2 separate regions of the Salvelinus alpinus genome follow, and region 2 is linked to region 1. A link is a contact called in public Hi-C data. All regions are on one chromosome and are shown on one strand. Each heading gives the region's core, a stretch centred on a gene start, on an enhancer-like site or on the middle of the called end of the contact. The rest is flanking DNA. Distances are from core to core; before and after follow the strand shown. Region 1 holds the start of LOC139549528 (frizzled-4-like). Region 2 holds the start of LOC139549529 (T-lymphocyte activation antigen CD86).

Region 1 (4,124 bases), core at 476-2,975:
GACAATAAAAACCTTTTGAGAAGGACAAAATGGGATGGATTTAATTTCCAGCTTCATGGCGGTTCAGGCAGACAAGTGGCCTTACAAAGAGTAGTACTGAGGGCAGTATTGTTGTTACTCTATAGAGCTTGCCTGGCCCTCTCCTCTCCTCGGATATATATTATATCACTGCCCCGTGCTGCTGAACCAAGACTGGATGGTCTCCCTGTGACTCTGTCATGTGCTCTCTGTCTCCCTCTCTCCACTGCCTGCTCCAACGCACAGCCCAGCCTGAGAACCAACATGTGCTCTCTGTCTCCCTCTCTCCACTGCCTGCTCCAACGCACAGCCCAGCCTGAGAACCAACATGTGCTCTCTGTCTCCCTCTCTCCACTGCCTGCTCCAACGCACAGCCCAGCCTGAGAACCAACATGTGCTCTCTGTCTCCCTCTCTCCACTGCCTGCTCCAACGCACAGCCCAGCCTGAGAACCAACATGTCTTTAGTCGGCTGGAGCAGCTAGAGAGAGATGCTTTATTTAACTTTTGTATATTATCTACTTCACTTGCTTTGGCAATGTTAACATATGTTTGGTTCCCATGCCAATAAATCCCCTTGAATTGAGAGAGTGTGTGTGTGTCTGGGGAGGGGGTCTTGTATTACTATCCTTGTGGGTACCAGAAATCCCTCAAAGCCCCCACAAGGATAGTAAAATAAGGAAAATTCTCCCTTGTGGGGACAGTTCTCATGACAAAGGTTATTTTAGGCTTAGGGCTAGGTTTGGGGTTACAATTAGGGGTTAGGAGTTAGGAGTTAGGGGTTAGGAGTTAGGATGGCAGGTAACCTGGCGGTTAAGAGTATTAGGCCAGTAACTGAAGTGTTGCTGATTTGAATCCCCGAGCTGACTAGGGTGAAACAATCTGTTGATGTGCCCTTGAGCAAGGCACTTAACCCTAACTGTAAGTCGCTCTGGATGAGAGTGTTTGCTAAATGACTGAAATGTAAAATAAGGTTTGTTAGGTTTAGGGATAGTTGTGTGTGTGTGTGTGTGTGTGTGTGTGTGTGTGTGTGTGTGTGTGTGTACCTTCAGTTGGCTGGAGCAGCCATACTGTATGAGTGGTGTGAAGGTGGTGAGTTGGAGCTCCGCGTCTGACTGCAGGACGTTGCCCACCAGGTTGGGCATCTTGGTGACGTTGTAGCCCAGGTCCTGGCACATGGCGATGCGTATCGGGTCGCACGTCATCTCCTCTGTCTCTTCGCCGAACGCACGCACCAGACCAAGGTGTCCTGGAACGCACAGCAGCGCGAGAGAGAGCGCTACCGCCGCAAGAGCGTCCACAGCCCGACTCATTGTCACGAGGAGGAAAAGTTCCAAAGTTATCAATTGATCGGGTTCCGGGCGTTGCCTGGTAGGGTATTCCACCGGGTACTGGGGAAACTTTAGTCCACTTCAGAGTGCGCGGTCGCCAATATGAAATCCTCCACTGGAAGCACAGTTGGTAACCTACTCCAACCCGTTAAGCGAAGTTGGCAACAACTTATCCAAAAGCAATAATAAAATGAACTGTTATATCCTGATTTTCCTTGCACTCAAACTCCTGCCTCGCTTTGCAGTATCTGTTTCGATAGTTCCTTCTGTGGTTTTTCACGCACGAGACCTCGGAGACATCCTGGAGCCCTGTCCGTTCTAGTTCCCCGGTATAGTAGCTCCGTTAGGTCTTGCGCTGTGGTAAGAGGCTGCTTGTCTGTCTCTGTGGGTTCTGCCCGCGCGCCTCCGCCCCACTCTGTAAAGAGCGAATTCTCCAGCTCTCTCGCCAGGGACAGCCAACCAGCGGCCAGGAGAGATCTCAGAAGCCAATCAGCAGGCGGAAGAGCGCTCAGAAGGGCGGGGTTTCAGGTGAGGAAAGTTGCCTGTGGCCCTCTTCTCATGAGCGGACTCCACAGCATTTATTCCGGCTGTGGGTCATATTTTTACTGGCCATATTTTTAGAAATACAAGGCAGTCTCGCCCCTGAAACACGATAGTTTTATTTGTATTTTTAAATCACAAATGGTCTTTAAAACATGCTGCATCTCCACCACAGGCGCACATCCCAATCAGACGAATCTTCAGCTAAAGTGTTTATGACATTAAAATGGATGTAATGTACAGTAATACTGATGTAATGTACAGTAATACTGCTGCATTGGATACCTCTAGGCTATTGGACATCCAGACTAAAGGCTGTGTTTGTCCATCCCGCTCAAGACGGGCATAGAGAAAAGTTGTTGTCTTTTCTGTTTGTTCTGGAATGCCTAGTCTCTCTATCGTTGTGTGTGTTTACTTCTGTGTGATGACGCCCCGGGGACGCCCCGGATGCTGGTTGAAATGTCGACGGGTTATGCCCTACCATCCTAAACACAGGGGTGGGGAGCGGTAGCTTATTGAAGAGCTGCATGTCTTCTACTGGTCATTTATTCATATATCCAACCAAGAGAGAAAGCAAATAGAATACAAGAACAACATGATTCAGCGCGCTGCTTTTGTCTGTGCGCCCAAATCCAAGGCCATTTGGTTTTCCGTAAAGCGATTCCGTCCAGGGTTATTTAACGTGACAATTGACTGGTTGCAATAAAAACGACCTCCACGCGCTGCCATACATGATGGATCGCTCCCCTGCCCGCCAGTGCGCTCGTGGTCAACTCATGAGTAATTAGCGTGAGGGTGAAACAATGGCGTGAGCGCCCAGGAGCTGATGGTTATCAGGGTGGTGGAGATGGAGGGTGCTGTGTGTGTGTGTGTGTGTGTGTGTGTGTTAATGTGTGTGTCTGAATGGTGGCTGGTGGGAAAAGCTGAGGTGATTGTGCAGAAGGGAGATAATGTCTACACACACACACACATCTTTTTTTATAAACTGTCAATTGGAGTCATACAACTGCATTTCTCAAAGCCAACAGTAGAGTCAACCACGACTATTAACAATAATAATAATACAAATAATAATAATAAGCCATCTGATGCATTTATTGTTCCCAATTGACAAAACATAAACGTTTAAAACACAATACCCATATTTACCTAACATTACACAGACTCTATTACTATGGGACTGTTGTATTGACCAGAACACAAACACATGTTGTATAAGGGGTTATTTTTCTATCCAGTACACCCTGCAGACAGAAGGAGTGACACTAGTGTGTATCGGTCACCCGATAGCATCTCATGGATCATTGCCCAATCCCTTAGTCCTTGAAGTAGGGTATTAATAGGGAAGTGAACTCCTTGGAATGGCAAGTGTGTGTGTGTGTGTGTGTGTGTGTGTGTGTGTGTGTGTGTGTGTGTGTGTGTGTGTGTGTGTGTGTGTGTGTGTGTGTGTGTGTGTGTGTGTGTGTGTGTGTGTGTGTGTGTCCATCCCGTCCATCCCTCTACCCTCACCCGTCCATCCCTCTACCCTCACCCGTCCATCCCTCTACCCTCACCCGTCCACCCCTCTACCCTCACCCGTCCACCCCTCTACCCTCACCCATCCATCCCTCTACCCTCACCCATCCATCCCTCTACCCTCACCCGTCCATCCCTCTACCCTCACCCGTCCATCCCTCTACCCTCACCCATCCATCCCTCTACCCTCACCCATCCATCCCTCTACCCTCACCCATCCATCCCTCTACCCTCTCCCATCCATCCCTCTACCCTCACCCGTCCCTCTCTCTATCATGTTCTCTTTCCCACACTCCTCTCCCTCGCTCTCCACCAGCTTACAGTTTCTCATGGCAGAATGCTACATACACACACAGCCTGTGTGTACTCTGTGATAGCTGGTAGAGGTATGGTGGAGACCTACAGTACAGCCTGTGTGTGCTCTGTGATAGCTGGTAGAGGTATGGTGGAGACCTACAGTACAGCCTGTGTGTACTCTGTGATAGCTGGTAGAGGTATGGTGGAGACCTACAGTACAGCCTGTGTGTGCTCTGTGATAGCTGGTAGAGGTATGGTGGAGACCTACAGTACAGCCTGTGTGTGCTCTGTGATAGCTGGTAGAGGTATGGTGGAGACCTACAGTACAGCCTGTGTGTACTCTGTGATAGCTGGTAGAGGTATGGTGGAGACCTACAGTACAGCCTGTATGTACTCTGTGATAGCTGGTAGAGGTATGGTGGAGA
Region 2 (4,644 bases), core at 1,737-4,236, 150 kb after region 1:
TCCCTTCTACTGAATAGATAACATTATGGTTCAGATGTTATTGCAAATCCACTCTTACAGGGAAATCGTACACAGACACACACATGCAGGTATGCACACACGCACACACACGCGCACGCACGCACGCACGCACGCACGCACGCACGCACACACACACACACACACACACACACACACACACACACACACACACACACACTCAGCCAAGTATCTCCAACAGTAAAGCTCTGATCAGATTAAGTGGCAGGTATCATGATGTCATATTCTTTGACAGTTGATTCAATTCTTACCTTTACTTTGAATGAGCGGAACCGATACCAGGTATATGACGACACACCTTCTGTAAACCATAACAACATTACAATCAGCTGAGTACTGTTAGGTGAGGTCACTGGCATGGTTACGGGAAGCATTCTTATTTCCTAATAACCTGTTTCCAGAAACACACTCATAAATGTTATTAATATTATCCTTCAATTACAGGCACACATTCCTCCAGCTTTCAGGAATGTACTGTATACCAAGGAAACACAGAGAAAACTGAAATTCCACTGGAGACCCACAGCGCCATTCTCTCTATCGGATACTGTCACCACACAACCATGTAAACAAGCTATGAAGAGATCTGACTCTAGATAGTGTGAAATGCACTCTACAAATTAAATATTATTCTTATTAAAAAACGTATCATTGTATCAAAATGAACCAATACAGTTGCCAACGACTGCAAATAACCAAGATTTAAAGATACACCTCAGCCACAGTCCCGCCATAATCATGGTCACACGGTGAGTACTACTTACCGAAGCAGCCGACACGCACAGATCCCATAGTCCTGCAGAAAACACAGACACATTCATTCAAACAGCAGCACTCACAACCAATGATCAGGTTTCATATGATCAGATTCATATCATGGTAAATATACACTCAGAAATGACATGAGAGTTTGCTTATTAATCCTCAGCTAATATGGTGAGATACAAAAAGTAATTAAGAAAAATCTTCATTCTATATTTATTATAATAACCAAGTTAAAGAAATTAATAAGAATTGAGAGAAATTCTGTCTCCATGGATACTCTGTTCCCTAATAGTCAGTCAAGAAACCCCTAAGGGAAATCCCAAGACAAGGGAGTTACTTCAGGAAATTCTTTGCTACTGTGTGGTAGGCCTAAACGCAGGGCCCAGTTTTTCAAAAGTTATCTATTCCTATTTCAGTTATAGGATAGGATTAAATGCATAGAAATATAACGAATAGAACGGGGGTCCCCATTCAAGTCAACGATTTGTCTATTCTATTCATTCTATTTCTATGCATTTAATCCTAACCAATAGGCAAAATCCATATATATAACTTTTTAAAAACTGGGTCCAGGTGATGAGTTTGATATCTAGACAATCTTGCGGCGCTGTACTAGTGCCTCGTGAGATATTTGTGGTCATGGTTTTTGATTCATCTCAGGGATTGGTAGTTAAGGATAGGAGTTCAGAGTTGTAGGTTTGGTTGATTTAACGTTAATCTGAAGAGAATCAAACAACAATTCCGTTCTTCAATCGTGTGTCTTTTACACATTGTCTTGCAAGGACTTTATTATGCGTTAAATACTTGAGTGTAAAGATCTAAAACGATTGCATCAGTAGAATGTGACAGGCCAGAGGATTGTGCGGGGGCAGACGAAGGGAACTGGCTTGGTTGTCAGATACGTTTCTAATTAATAAGTCAGGGGGAATCCCCAGAAATATACATCTTCATTGTTATGGTATCAGCTTGTAGGATGAGTTTTATGAACACAGGTTACAGTATCAACAGTACAGAGGAACTGTATATTGTTGCAGTATATTAAATATATTGCTATAATGCACACACATGAAAACAATCATACATAAAGAAAACATAAGCATGCACGTGTCTGCATTTGTGTGCATTCCTATTCATTTGTGTGCATTCCTATTCATTTGTGTGCATTCCTATTCATTTGTGTGCATTCCTATTCATTTGTGTATGCCTTCATCGTCAACTGAGCATGTAGCAAACAGTAGTTTCACACTGATCGTCATCCTGACACACACGGTTATGTTGCAGCGAGAGTGAGGTTGGTACTAGAAATATGCGGAGTGAGAAGTTTATGTTCATGTTTAATGTGTTACTCAGATAGCGGTCAATAAAAACTGAAATCCGTTATGAAATGTTGTAGTTTTATCAAAACATAAAATATGAAAACTTCAGAGTAATCTGACCATACGTAGGTGAAATCCACTGTGTGAAAATGTTTCACTTTATCCAAGTGATTGACAATGTTTGCAAATAAGCAATTTCAAACATATATAGTGCACTGTCCATGCAGCACGATTTACATATTAAACCACTTCGACAGAGATGACGATAAACGTTTATTTAAAATATACAATATGACACTACGGATGTTTTACACAGGCAGCCCAATTTTGCCAATAGTTTATCTTTTGACCAATCAGATCAGATCTTTTGCCAATAATTCGGCTTTTGACCATTCATAATATATCAGAATTGAGCTGCCTGTGTAAATGCAGCCAATCAGTTTCTATGGCTCCATAATCTGTTGGCTCCATGTCTCCAGATACTACAGTCAACCCTAAGAGTAGGAGTTACATCTCTACACCTATTGTTTTAGTTAATAACCTGAAACACCAACAACCTCCATTCATTCAAGATATATGATATAGTAGGTAAAACTGAATACCATAATATTCCATTATTTAATTAAACTGCTTCACCTTAACCTGCACTGTATTATCTAAGTAAATCTACAACAACAATAGCACCACCACTACAAGCCAGTCTGGAAGAGCTGTAAATATTTGTAACAGTTATAAAGCCTATGAGGGGGAAATAGAGACATTCTTACCACAGTCATGCTTTGCCTTTCTTAACAGCCGTAATGGAGTGTGAAGTCGGAGAGGTTGGCGTGTGATGTGTTCTCAGCACAGACAATCAGCCCCTCTTCCTTGAACATTCTGGGGGTGTGGCTTTAGCCAGGGAAAGTCCTTTTTGCTTTTCTAGTTGACTAATGTTGCCATTGTAGCATACAGCAGCTTATCAGAATTTGGTCCCTTTTCACAGCAGGGTGTGTTCGTATTGTGTGACTGGTGAAGGGGTGGGGTTAAGTTAAGACTCTCACTTCCCTATATACACTACTGTTCAAAAGTTTTAGAACACCTACTCATTCAAGGGTTTTTCTTTATTTTTACTATTTTCTACATTGTAGAATAATAGTGAAGACATCAAAACTGTGAAATAACACATATGGAATCATGTAGTAACCAAAAAAGTGTTTAGCAAATCAAAATATATTTTATAGTAGCCATCCTTTGCCTTGATGACAGCTTTGCACACTCTTGGCATTCTCTCAACCAGCTTCATGAGGTAGTCACCTGGAATGCATTTCAACTAACAGGTGTGCTTTCTTAAAAGTTAATTTGTGCAATTTATTTCCTTCTTAATGTTTAATTATTTAACCTTTATTTAACTAGGCAAGTCAGTTAAGAACAAATTCTTATTTACAATGACGGCCTACCCCGGCCAAACACGGATGACGCTGGGCCAATTGTGCTGTACCGGTACCTCCTGTATATATTCTCCTCACATTTACTCTGTACCGGTACCTCCTGTAAATAGCCTCCTCACGTTTAGTCTGTACCGGTACCCCCTGTATATAGCCTCCTCACATTTACTCTGTACCGGTACTCCCTGTATATAGCCTTCTATATACTACTCTGTACCGGTACCTCCTGTATATAGCCTCCTCACATTTACTCTCTACCGGTACCCCTTGTATATAGCCTCCTCACATTTACTCTGTACTGGTACCCCCTGTATATAGCCTCCTCACATTTACTCTGTACCGGTACCTCCTGTATATAGCCTTCTATATACTACTCTGTACCGGTACGTCCTGTATATAGCCTCCTCACATTTGCTCTATACCGGTACCTCCTGTATATAGCCTCCTCACATTTACTCTGTACCGGTACCTCCTGTATATAGCCTCCGCACATTTACTCTGTACCAGTACCTCCTGTATATAGCCTTCTATATACTACTCTGTACCGGTACCTCCTGTATATCGCCTTCTATATACTACTCCGTACCGGTACCTCCTGTATATAGTCTCGCTACTGTTATTTTTTTTGCTGCTTCTTTATTTTTTTTAATTATTTTCTACATTGTAGAATAATAGTGAAGACATCAAAACTGTGAAATAACACATATGGAATCATGTAGTAACCAAAAAAGTGTTTAGCAAATCAAAATATATTTTATAGTAGCCATCCTTTGCCTTGATGACAGCTTTGCACACTCTTGGCATTCTCTCAACCAGCTTCATGAGGTAGTCACCTGGAATGCATTTCAACTAACAGGTGTGCTTTCTTAAAAGTTAATTTGTGCAATTTATTTCCTTCTTAATGTTTAATTATTTAACCTTTATTTAACTAGGCAAGTCAGTTAAGAACAAATTCTTATTTACAATGACGGCCTACCCCGGCCAAACACGGATGACGCTGGGCCAATTGTGCTGTACCGGTACCTCCTGTATATATTCTCCTCACATTTACTCTGTACCGGTACCTCCTGTAAATAGCCTCCTCACGTTTAGTCTGTACC

The links. A called contact is a pair of places that touch in the nucleus more often than the background predicts.
Region 2: a Hi-C map of muscle shows a contact between it and region 1, with 8 times the contacts expected there. The contact joins the promoter of LOC139549529 here to the promoter of LOC139549528 in region 1. A contact is called at or near these places in 2 of 3 Hi-C or Micro-C datasets (muscle and red muscle).

What each region holds. Positions count from the first base shown.
Region 1 is chr22:40,537,636-40,541,759 of SLU_Salpinus.1, forward strand. It overlaps LOC139549528 (frizzled-4-like), which reads right to left and starts at 1,726. Exons shown (of 4, transcript XM_071360114.1): 1 at 1,063-1,726. The coding sequence starts at 1,329.
Region 2 is chr22:40,683,934-40,688,577 of SLU_Salpinus.1, forward strand. LOC139549529 (T-lymphocyte activation antigen CD86) reads right to left here and starts at 2,987. Exons shown (of 8, transcript XM_071360115.1): 1 at 2,888-2,987; 2 at 804-835; 3 at 291-340. The coding sequence starts at 2,896.